Linked DNA regions of Mus musculus: all the other regions are linked to region 2. A link is a contact called in public promoter capture Hi-C data. All regions are on one chromosome and are shown on one strand. Each heading gives the region's core, a stretch centred on a gene start, on an enhancer-like site or on the middle of the called end of the contact. The rest is flanking DNA. Distances are from core to core; before and after follow the strand shown.

Region 1 (3,890 bases), core at 772-3,271, 1.7 Mb after region 2:
TGTATCAGAAGATGGCCTAGTCGGCCATCATTGGAAAGAGAGGCCCATTGGTCTTGCAAACTTTATTTGCTTCAGTACTGGGGAACGCCAGGACCAAGAAGTGGGAGTGGGTGGGTAGGGGAGTGGCGGGGGAGGGTATGGGGGACTTTTGGGATAGCATTGGAAATGTAAATGAAGAAAATACTTAATAAAAAAATTTAAAAAAAAAACAACCTTGGATTCTGTTTTTGCTCTCACATAACACAGGGTGGCTTTGAACTCACTGAACCACTGAGCTCCTGATGACCTTGAACTTGTGATACTGCTGACACAGCCAAGCCCTTGGGTTGCAAGCATCACGACCTTGCCTGGCTTCTTGGAGCTTTCAGGGTGGCTGGCAGCACAGAGGTTGGGGAGTTGGATTGACAGGGATGGCAGCCAGGAAGCTACAGCGATCAGCCCAGAAAACAGGCCTAAGAGGCCAGAATGGTCTCAGGAATGGGGAGGGTGTGATACCCCACGGAGAGAGAATCAAGGTAACTTGATAACTTTCTCAGAGGGATGAGCCTACCAGAGCATGGAAGAAACCAGGTAGAACAGATAGGCAGGCCAGCTTGATGCTAGCAGCTGGCAAAATGCAAATGGAGACATTTAGTCAGGAGGAAAAGATGGCAGAGTCATGGATGGTTGGAAAAGGGAAGCTATGAATCCTCGTATCACTGTACCAACCTCTTTCAGTTTCCTCACTCCTGTACCCCAAGAATTCCTAGCCACAGGGGAAGAGCAGAGCCAGACAGCAGGCCTGAGGTTCATCTGCAGACAGTGGCTACTGAGTGGGATACTGCGCAGGAAAGCACTGGGCTCTTCCCAGGAGGGAAAGTGTGAGGTCATAACAGACAAAAAGAAGAAATTAGGGGGTGGAGGTCAGTTTATAAAGTGCTTGCTACAAAAGTATGAAGACCAGAGTTTTCTATCCCAGCACCCGTGTAAAGGGCTGGGTGAGGCGGCCATGCCTGTGAGCCCAGCATTGGAGAGGCAGCTGAGAGGATGGATCCTTGGAAGCTCATTAGCCATGAAGCCCAGTGGTGAGCTCCTGGCATCAAAGAGGGAGACCCTGTCTCAGACAATAAGGTGGAGAGTGATTGTGAAAGACACCGAATGTTGACTTCCAGCCTCCACATGTAACTGCACACACAGGAACGCACATACACACAGAAAAAAGACAAGTGAGCAAGTACCGTCTACACTGGACTGGACCCTTTGTACTTCATTTGCCAAAGGAGATGAACTTCAGACTATTGGCTTTATAGATGCACTGACTGGTGCCCAGAGAGATCTTAGGTAGTTCTTACCAATGGGAATCCAACTTAAGTTTGCCAAATTCTTTGCATTACATAAAAGGTTAGGAGAACACACATCCTAAGGGGCGTTGACAGTTAAGTCCCACAACATCATGCTAGGACGTCAGAGTCCAAAAGGCCTTTGCGACCATTCAACCCAATTTCGACTTTATAGATGGGAAGACTGAGTGCCCCCCGTCGGGCAATAGTCAGCCTAGAATCCCAGAGTATCGCCAAATCTCCAAACCAAGTGATCTGGGACGAGGCGATTTAGACCACCAGTCAGCAGCGAGGTGGTGCGGGGACAAAGTGCAGTGGGAGTCAAAACAGGGAGGATGCGAGGGCATGGAGCTAAACAGGACCCAAGATGAGTGAGGAGGAGCGGCCTGCAAAGTGGTGCTGGTGCGCAATGTCACTGCCAAGCTCCGTGGTCTCCTACGTGGGACAAGGGGAGGTCCTGGGCCGGGAACCGCGGGCTGGGGACCTAGGTGGGGCCTAGCGTTGGGCCAGGCCTTGTCCGCCCCGCGCATCCTCCCGCCCTCCCTCAGGGCCAGCCCTCCCCGCCGCGCTGCCCTCCGCACTCCGCGCCCTCACCTGCTCCCGCGGGGGCCGGAGCCGAGGCCACAGCCAGCGCACCCCCGCCAGGGTTGTCAAGGAGCGAGCCAGAGTGTCTTAGCAACCATCACGGAAGTCCCGTCCCGTCACCGGACGTTGACAGCAATATCACTTATTATTGGTGTAGAGAAGTGCCAATTAATTCCGAAGGGGCCTAGGAGGCCGGAGCTTACGCGAGGGGCGTGGCTTAAAGACCGAGGAGGTGGGGCTTCGCTCATAGTCGTCTTAAGCCTGCCGGAGCAGCTGCGGACAGGCAGAAGTAGTCTTTGTAGAGGAACAAACTTCTTAAAGCTGTATTGCCCTGGGAGTTTTCGACATCGAAAATGACAAATGCAGTTTGTTGGTGTCGTGACGCTGATCTGCTATTTTACGACGACCGCAGGAGCCTGATAACCACCAGAACTTAGGTAGTGTTTTAGTCCTTTACAGTGAGTGACTGTCTCATTGATTCGCAACACAGTGCTTACTGTTAACAGCATCCGTGATCCCGTCTGGGCCAATGTGTAGAACTAGAGAGACTGAAGGAAAGAATCAAGGCATAACCTCAGAGAAGGAATCCAGATCTTTCCCTTGTGCAAACCCTCCAGGGTTGCTTTGTCCCAGGGGCTGGGAGACACCTGTACCATCAGATGCAGTTGTCTGGAACCTGCTTCTGATTCTTGGAAAGAAATGACCAAAGAGTGTTAGAGCCTCTTGCTGAGGGGAAGGTGAAGAAGAAGAATGGATCAGTGGAATGCCCCATAATCTAAACATTTATTCTATGCGTATCATGCAATCATTAATGAAGCCCCACTAGCTGGTGATTCTGCGGAAGGCACAGTTCAGAAGGTATAGAGCCATGAGAAGAAATGGAATCGTTTCCGCGTGCTTCTATAGCAGAGACTGGCAGGGTACTGGCTCTTTTTAAGTGGGACAACGAGGCGGGAAGAGCCCAAGATGACCAGAATGCTAATGGGAGCGGGACAGCGGTAGCTCCAAGAGGCCTGGGTGCAGGGTCAACGTAGTAGGAGTGCAGGGTCAACATAGTAGGTCAAGTAGAGGGGAAGACAAAGAAAGAAGCAGGGCAGAAGAAAGAGAGGTTTGAAACACAAGTGGCCCCTGGTGTGAGGTGAGATAGAGTCATTGGTTGCTGGAGAGCTTTGGGGAGAGTGGTAACAAGGTCTGATCTGGGACAGTGGATTAACCTAGCTTGAGTGTACAGACCCAGAACACACACATTGGGCTTGGTTTGAGACTTGGCAGCAGGAATTCAGCTCAGCACACGACAGTTCCTAGCTAGCCTCCCTGGAAAGTTCTGACTGTCTGTGGCGAATCTTACTCAGCCTTCAAATTTCCTTAATCCTCTTTTCCAACTTTCTCCAGGAGATGAAGGGCAGCCTTTGAGGGGGATGACGCTCTCACTTCTGTCACTTACACAAACGACTCCCCCAAAGGGGTCCTTGTTTGCCATCCTCTCTTTCTCGCCTCCCATTCATTCTCCCGCCCACCACAATCTGGCTTCCACTCCCACGATGTTTCTGAAATTCCCTCTCTTGTGGTTACCAGTGACCTTCTGAGGAGCAACAGCAATTGTTAGACCATCTTCCTTCCCTGCTGGCAGCACCAACCGCAGAAACCTTCACACAGTTCTCTATCACAGAGGTAGTACCTATAGATCTTTCTGCAGTGCAGATTCCAGGATCTCCTGCAACGGAATGGAGGATCATAGGGTGTTTTTCTGCAGGCTACCTTGTGGGAGCTACTGGGTAACAGGGTAACCTGGCTCTCTTGTGTCCCCCAGACCTCTAATTCATTTTTGGCTCCCATCTTGGGCTCTTGCTTTGGTCCTTAATATTACTGTGTTTTTCTGACAAGTGGTTATTGTTTCCATAGGAAATGTCAGCCAAGGGCTTATGGTTTGCACATTTGCTTTCCAGCTGATAACACTGTTGCAGGTGGTGGAACCTTTGGGACATC
Region 2 (3,968 bases), core at 1,418-3,917:
AGCGCCAATCACCCAGCCCTCGATGAAGCTGACTCTGTTCTGAAGACTCAGAGATGCTAACTTGTCAATACCATAAGGACCCATGCATGCCAGTTCACATAAGTCCCCAAACTCTAGTTTTAGGAAGTGCATGCAGTTAGAAAATCAGCACCAGACACTTCCTAAGTGGCCAAGGTGAGGTGGTCCCAGGTTTGCGGAACCCCAAGGCGGAAGGTGTAAGAGATGGAAAGGTCTGGTCAGACAGGGCCCTGGAGCTCATTAGCTCTTTCAGTCTGAGCCTAGTGGGAAAGACTATTAATCTAGCCCTCCCCTCACAGCCTGGAGGCAAGTGCCTGGGTTGGGCACCCAGGGTGGCCGCTGGGGACAGTGCCAAACCCACAGCTCCTGTGAGCATCACACAACCCTAGGAGGCGGGGGAGGGGGGGCGGCGGCTGCAATTCTAACACGTTATAGTTGATCGAGGCAGAAGAGAGTAAAGCTCGGAGAGAAAGTTAGAGGAGGTGGGTAGCTTCGGACTTGGAACAGATGGGCGTCTAATGAAAATACTTAAGCCTTTTGATGCACAAGTGACCCAGTGCCATCGCAGTCGTGTCTACTGCGAATTACAAGATGTTTAGAAGATCACAACACTAAGGATCCGTCACACACACAAAAAAATCCCCGATTTAGAAAGCATATTTATACCAAGTCACTGATATCTGACTACATTTGCCCTAAAATAAAAACACAGATTTTTCTCTAATTTTTCTTGGCTGCAGATCTTTTATCCCTCTAACCAAAATCCAAGGAATGCAAACAGCTGCCAGGATCATGTCCCCAAAGCAACCCTCATTCCCTTTGCTTTCTTTCTCTTTCGGCATCAAAGCTTGCCATAAATGTTTAATTACATGGAAGCTGCCTTTTCACTGAAAATGACTGGCGCTATGAAAGGCTTTTCATTTTTTAAGAGAGGCAGAATGCGTGTGTGTAAAACGGTCCCTATTAATTTCCTGATATTGACTCTCTGGCTGAGGAGGAGCACGGAGTGTTCAGCAGAGAGCACCTCTGCAGAATGTTAAAGGCAGCGCTTGGACTGAGAAAGGGTATCAAATGCAGTATGCGTCAAACAGACCATCGCTCAATGAAGTCACTTAGCTATTCAAAACATGTTCAGCCATCACTCAACCGTTTGCACCAAGAACACCGGGAGGGGGCATGTGATGGGAGCTCTTTTCCCAGACCAGTGTTTGGCTTAGTATAGGTTAGACACCCCCCAACCCCCCAGGATCACATCAGTTTTGCCCTCTCCCCCATCTGCTGGCCCCAACTCCCTGCAGCACCATCCCATGTTGAGCTTAACAAACAGTTCTGCAGTGCTCACTTCCCGATGCCACCTCAAAGGGCCTCCAGGCTTGGTTCACATCAGTGGAACACATACAAGCCTCTTTCCATACAGGGGCATATGTGTCTCTCTGTCTGTCTTCCTATAGGTGGCTTTTGCACACAGACAGATATAGCTATGCAAATTCACTCCTTCATATTAAAGTCTGTGGCTAAATGCAGCTTGTATGACCTGCAGAGTTCCCCCCTCTTGTGTTTATTAATGTATCCCAAAAGCACATGCCTTCCTCATGTCCTAGTGTCCTGGCCTTTACATTGTGGGAGCCCCTCAGCCCACAGCACATGCGGCGCACATGCCCCAATGACTCTGCAAGATCAAGACCAACAGCTGACACCCCCACCCCATTTTTTCCCATTCCACCCCTCAACCTCTCCATGCCCTCGCCTCCTGCCTGCACAGTGCTGACTCGACTTGCTTCTGGGTGACAGACATGTCACTCTGCGTGGAAGCAAATCAGCGCTCGGTCTAACCCGCAAGTGACCGCTGTTGATTAGAACTTGGGCTTGTTTCCTGTGAGAGACACATGCATTTTAGACTTCGTAAACGTTAAAAACACACACATACACACAGCCAGCCACCTCGAATGGTACGCGGGGCTCGTAGACATTACGAAATGCTCTTGAACTCGGCTTGAGCTCCTAGAATAATTAGAATCTACCAAATAAGGATTCTTAGAAACAACAGATTTCTTTTTTTAAAGGGAGACTTGCAGATGGTGCTGGGCCTGTAACTTTTGAGGAGCGAGAGAAGAGGAAGAGCATTTTTTTCTGAATCCTTCATTGCAAAAGGCTGAGCAGCACACAGGGAAGCAATTATTTTTCCCTCCTCATAGGTGGCAAAGCCAGACCCAAAGGCAAACCCTAAGGACTCCAAAGCATCCAGAGCACATCTGAACTCTACAGACAATTTCCTGTTTTCACCATACCATAGATCATTCCAATGAGGAGGTTTGGGAGGACGGGGTGGAAGCCAAAGAGTAGAGAGTGTGGGTTCTGCTTATTGATTTTCTTTCCTCTGAAACTAACCCAGTCAACCTTGATCTGCAGCGGCAGCGGCGGAGGGAGTGAAGTGGGAAAATGGTGGAATGTGGAGGGGACTTATTTGGAGGCGGGGGGGGGGGTGTGGAGGGGAGGGGCGGCGTGGGAAGGGGGAGGAGGTTGGAAATCAAATACCTTCGAGGCAGCAGGTTCTCCATAATCCGGAATGGGTCATAACTTCCTCGTTCTTCTTGCTGGTTTCATTCTCACTGACACTTTTGGTCTTGCAAACCCCTCTGGAGTACAGCCAATAGTCGGTTCCCACAGCGATGGTCATCAAGCTGAAGGCAGCGAAAGCACCAACGGTGGTTAAAAGCATTTGAACACCTCGATCAAACAGCCCCATAATTCTTCATTATATAAACACCCAACCGACTTCTGGTTCTCAGGAGCGTGTGTGTGAGGGTGCGATTGGTAATTCCACTACTAATATAATGGATATATGTGTGAATAGAGAATATGGAGAGATATAAAAAAAGGGAGATAAGAAAGCTCACGGAAAAGTGTGTAAATTATAAAGATCACACGGGAAGAGAGGCTTGCCTTTTGAGATCAAAAAACTGTTCCAGTTGCAGCGATTTTTTTAAAAAAAGGGAAAATAAATAAAAAGACACCCCCCCACCCCCCCAAGTGAGATGCCTTAATCTCTTTTCCTAAAATTCTGGTCTCCAGTTTCCATATGTGATCGCTAATTTGGAGATGGCTTCCACAGCGCGCCAGGGTACAGCCGAATTCTCAACACCATCTCTCATGGTCCGGACCTAGACAGTTAGAGACTGGAAGAGCTGGGAAGCAACCTTCGGTCTTCGTTCGCGGCTCTGCGGCCTGCGCCATGAAAATCCGTGGCTTCGCCAGTTCTCTTCCTTGGGGAGGGAGGGGGTCCTCGAGGCGCCTCCGTTTCAGAGGAGACTGCCCAGTCTTCTGCAAGCCCTCGAGCTCAGCTGCACCGGTGAGGGGGTCTCGCCTCCCATGGTTGTGCCCCGGCGGCGGTAACGGCGGCGGCGGCGGCAGCGGCAGCGGCAGCAGGGTTGGCGGGCGCGGTGGCGGCAGGACGAGCAGCCGCGGTTATTGTTGTTGGCGGCGGGGGTAGTGTCGGCGAAGTGGGGGAGGGAGGGGGTTTCTCCCGGAGAATCGAGGCGGGGTTCCCTCCCCCGATCCGCAAAGCTCCTCGGAAGCCAGCGAGCGAGCGAGCGATGGGGCGCGCTAGCCGGCGTCTTGCAGCAGGCAGGCCCGCCCGCCTCCCCCGCTCACGGCCGCGCAGCCCCGGGCCAGGCGCTCCCAGCTACAGCATCGCCGTGGTGCTGAAACGGACAGCTCACCCCGGCCGGGCTCGTCCACTTACTGCATCGCCGTAGTGCTGAAGTGGACAGCTCCCCACGACCGGGCGCTCTCACCTACAGCATCGCCGCGGTGCTGGACTGGACAGCTCTCGGAGCAGGAGCGCCCACCTACTGCGTCGCCGTGGTGCTGAACTGGACAACTCCCCCACTCTGTGCGCTCCCTGCGCTCTGTAGCCGGCCAGGAGTGGGGCCCTGGCCACGGGGCCTCTG
Region 3 (3,761 bases), core at 1,215-3,714, 1.4 Mb after region 2:
CAGGCAAGCTGAGGCCCAGAGAAGGGGCATGCGCAGGCTCACAGGCACAGTAGCAGACCTTGGATATGGACCAAGCCCTGCAGCCTCCCAGCCTGTTCTTTCCCTTCTGCCCCCGTGATGGTCACTTCTCAGGCCTCCCGACTTTGGCCCGTCCCCCTGCCAGTGTCTCCTGGGAGGAATTAAAGGAAGGGGAAGGTTCAGCCCCTTCCCTGCCTCAGGCCCCGCCCACAGCTGCGCTGCTTCCCGGACAGATGTGTTGCATGTGCTTCGTTCTCTCTGGCTTGAGGAGGATGTGGGCGCTGGAAGGAGATGCCAGCTGGCTGGGTAGCCTCACCTGAGAGATTTAAATAACCACTGCCTTCTGTGGGCATTGCTTGGGGGAGACATCTAGGCAGGGAACTGAGGGCCATTTATTTTCCCAGAGAGCCGTGGTCCATGTACCTCACCTGTCTGACCTCAGGGTCCATTCCCTGCCCCCTGGGCTCTAAGGCTGCACAGGGAAGGGCTGCCCAGTATGTCTAATGTGCTGCCTAGCACCCGAAATATATGCAAACCTCCCACAGATGCGCAAGCCCTTTGGCCCTCATCACAGGAACGCTCCTTGTCTGGTGTAAATTTTTGCTGACACCTGGTCATCCACCTCTCTGGGCTGAGAATTCCAACCCTATGGAGCTGGGCCTTGGGCTCTAGGCTGACACGATGTCCTGTGTGATCATCAGAAATGATAGCACCTCTCTGGGCCCTGGATTCTGTGTGTGGTGTGAGAATGGCAGTGCCCTCCCTACTTGGGCACATTGTTGAGATGGTGTCCCTCAAGCCTATACCGTGCCCGTGTTTTGTGTGTGTGCATCTGTATGTGTGTATGAGTATCTGAGTGTGTCTGTGTGTGCATCTGTCTGTGTCTGTCTGTGTGTGTCTGTGTGTCCATGTGTACGTATGTCTGTGTGAGTGTGCATTTGTCTCTGTGTGTTTTATATAAGCTTCCTCTGAGATTAAAACATTCTATCCTGCTGGGTAGCTCCTTAAGCAGGGAGGTAAACAACAACAAGAATAGTCTCAGGAACTCCCTGAAACTGAGCAGATTCCCTAGGCTCCTCCCTGCCAGAGTAAGCAGGGAGTAAGAAGACTCAGAACAAGAAGAGCAGCCTTCGAGAGATTTAGACCAACTGAGGCACCTGGGAAGGATATTCTCCAACCTGCTGAGCTGCCTGCAGGCAGTGGGAAGAGCTCCAGGTTCCCAGCTTGGTGAGCTGTCACCCATGCTGGGTGGGCTTTGGTGATGCAGCTGTCTCTGAGTCATTCCTGCTCCTGTAAGCAACCCTTCACCCATATTCCTCTAAGTAACTCCAGCAAAACTCATTAATTCATGAAGCTGGATATTGGTACTATCTGTACTTTAGGCTGTCGTGGGCTCCCTATCTGGGGTGAGCAGACAAGTGTGTTTCATCTCCCCAGGAAAGGTGTGTGTGTGTGTGTGTGTGTGTGTGTGTGTGTGTGTGTAGATTCACAGCAAGCTGCCCAGGGTCCCCCATGCTGCACCCCCCAGGCAGTGCTACTGGTCACATGCAAAGCCTCCCAGAACTGCTTTGTGCGGGGAGTAATGGTAAAGCAATGGAGGCCAGGAAAGAGTTGGCGAACACCGTAAGCAACAGATCTTCATCCTGCCGAAGCCTCTCCTGCACACAGAGGGAGCCAGACGAAGCCATTTCTTTAGGAAGAAACCAGCTACAGGAGGGAGGGGGGCTGGGATCAAGGAGAAGGCAGAAAGGCCCTTGGTTTATCGGTTCCATAGCTATAGATTAATAGACCTGTGCCCAGAGAGGATGCTTCACATAGCAATGGAGGCCTCCAGCCCACCTAAGATTCTTCCTACTCTATCCTGCCTGCCTCTATGCCGTGCTTGGAGTTTTTCCTGGTCAGTGAAGTTCTTTCCAGTGTCTTCCCACATGAAGAAGAGGGGGGCAGAAATGAAGGCGGTGGGCATCCCCAACACACTCAGCCTCTTTTACACCATTAGCATCTCCCTTGTAGTCAATACTGAAGCCCAGAAAGGGGACTCAGAGTCAGCCTCTCTCCCCACCGGAAACCATCAACAAGGTTATCTCAGAGCTAGCTCAGGTTATCTCAGAGTTTAACAGGTGATGGCTCCTTTCAGCACCACTTCCCGGGAGTTCCAACCTGGGAGGTCTTCCGCGGCTGAAAGCCTGCTTCCACCACCCAGGGCCCAACAGAGCTATGAAAGTCAGGACTTGAAGTGAGTGCCAGGCCCTGACTGTGGTTTCTGGGGATGAGAGGAACACTTGGTGCCTACGCAGGACCAGAGAGGGAGGGGCTCGGCTTGGGCCAGCAGCGGCTGTGTAAGCTGCCCCGCCTGTCGGCGTGGGGACGTGAGAAGCGCTGCTTCCTGGCTCCTGTCCCGCGCCTGGCCGCCCCGCCACGTCACCGCGCGGCCAAGGGTGCGCGCGGCGGGAGCGCGCCAGCAAGGAGGCGCGGCACCGGCCTGGGGCACCGCGAGGAGCAGGGACGGGGACGTGGCAGCGCCCCGCGCAACAGAAAGTTCCCTGGGAAGTTCTGCGCGACACGGCGCGGGAGCGGCGGGCGGGACCATGAACGTGTTCCGAATCCTCGGGGACCTGAGCCACCTCCTGGCTATGATCTTGCTCCTGGTGAAGATCTGGAGGTCCAAGAGCTGCGCCGGTGAGCGGCGCCCGGGGCGGGGCGGGACCGGACCATGGTGAGGACTTAGGCTCAGAGGGAAGCCGGGCGCGCGCGCTTCCAAAAACTTCAGCGAAGTTTTTCGACATCAGAGGATCCGGGAGATTATGAGGGAGCGTGGCTTCTGTCTCCATGAAGAGCCCTACCTCACGCTTCTCGCCCTATCCTTAACTGGGCAGCTGGCAGTATCACGGCTGCTGGGCGAGGAGTGGAGGGGGACCTTCCCCTGGGAGGAGACCATATTTGAAGTCGCCTTAGTCGTCGAGTCTTCATTCTCTCCTGCCTTTTATTTCCCCAGAGAGAGCCTTTTCCTGCCAGCTGGTGATATCAGCCTGGCCCAGGGATGTGGAGCTGGCTCTGAGTGGAAGGCGTTGGAGGGGCTCGCGATTTGTCTACAGGTCTAGCGGCCTTGCTGGGATGGGAAATATCTGGAGGCTGGGTTGATGATTTCAGTCCCCGGGTTAATAAGAAGCTGCCCATTGTCTTTCAGCCATCTCCGTTCCTAGCGTTCCCTGCCTGTCCCAGGCATGCAATTGAGTGTGAGCTCAGACTCTACCAGAGCTGGGGAGGCAGAGAGCAGCTGAGGGCTACGTGGACAGAGAGGATGGGCAGGGTATGTGCTCAAGGTACAGGGTACGGTGTTGAGAACACCCGTGCAAATACGTAGAAGCCACAGGGCATAGGGCATGTCCTGGGAAGGACACAGGAGGAAGAGGAATCCAGAAGGTAGGATGGACTAATGGTGAAAGGCTTTTTCCGGTCACATTCGGGATCCAGGATGAAGGAAACCATCGAAGAAGTAGGAGCAGAGGCAGAGGCTCAGCAGGTCTCTTGAGACTCCGGAAATGGAGGTTGAGAGCATTTTGAGATGTCACCTGGGAGGCTGATCAGGAGAGGGACTTGGTTGAGTATGGATCAGACACATTTTGGATCCAGTGGCTCTGGACTGAATTAGACGTTACCGGGGGTTTGTAGTAGTCAGTTGCCTGAGAGATCGTCTCTCACGGCCCTTCTGCTTGCTGGGCCTGTGACTTTGCTTTAGAGGT

Evidence for each region. Promoter capture Hi-C pulls out the DNA fragments that hold promoters and counts their contacts.
Region 1: a contact with region 2 is called in a promoter capture Hi-C map of liver, with 4 times the contacts expected there. The contact joins the promoter of Dnal4 here to the promoter of A730060N03Rik in region 2. A contact is called at or near these places in 2 of 39 promoter capture datasets (both in liver).
Region 3: a contact with region 2 is called in a promoter capture Hi-C map of liver, with 3 times the contacts expected there. The contact joins the promoter of Kdelr3 here to the promoter of A730060N03Rik in region 2. A contact is called at or near these places in 2 of 39 promoter capture datasets (both in liver).

What each region holds. Positions count from the first base shown.
Region 1 is chr15:79,772,446-79,776,335 of GRCm38.p6, forward strand. It overlaps Dnal4 (dynein, axonemal, light chain 4), which reads right to left and starts at 2,022. Exons shown (of 4, transcript NM_017470.2): 1 at 1,914-2,022. It overlaps Gm30977 (a long non-coding RNA gene), which reads left to right and starts at 2,083. Exons shown (of 4, transcript XR_875488.3): 1 at 2,083-2,341.
Region 2 is chr15:78,116,128-78,120,095 of GRCm38.p6, forward strand. It overlaps A730060N03Rik (a long non-coding RNA gene), which reads left to right and starts at 2,668. Exons shown (of 2, transcript XR_875456.2): 1 at 2,668-3,968. It overlaps Cacng2 (calcium channel, voltage-dependent, gamma subunit 2), which reads right to left and starts at 3,153. Exons shown (of 4, transcript NM_007583.2): 1 at 2,554-3,153. The coding sequence starts at 2,764.
Region 3 is chr15:79,513,944-79,517,704 of GRCm38.p6, forward strand. Kdelr3 (KDEL (Lys-Asp-Glu-Leu) endoplasmic reticulum protein retention receptor 3) reads left to right here and starts at 2,465. Exons shown (of 5, transcript NM_134090.2): 1 at 2,465-2,697. The coding sequence starts at 2,607.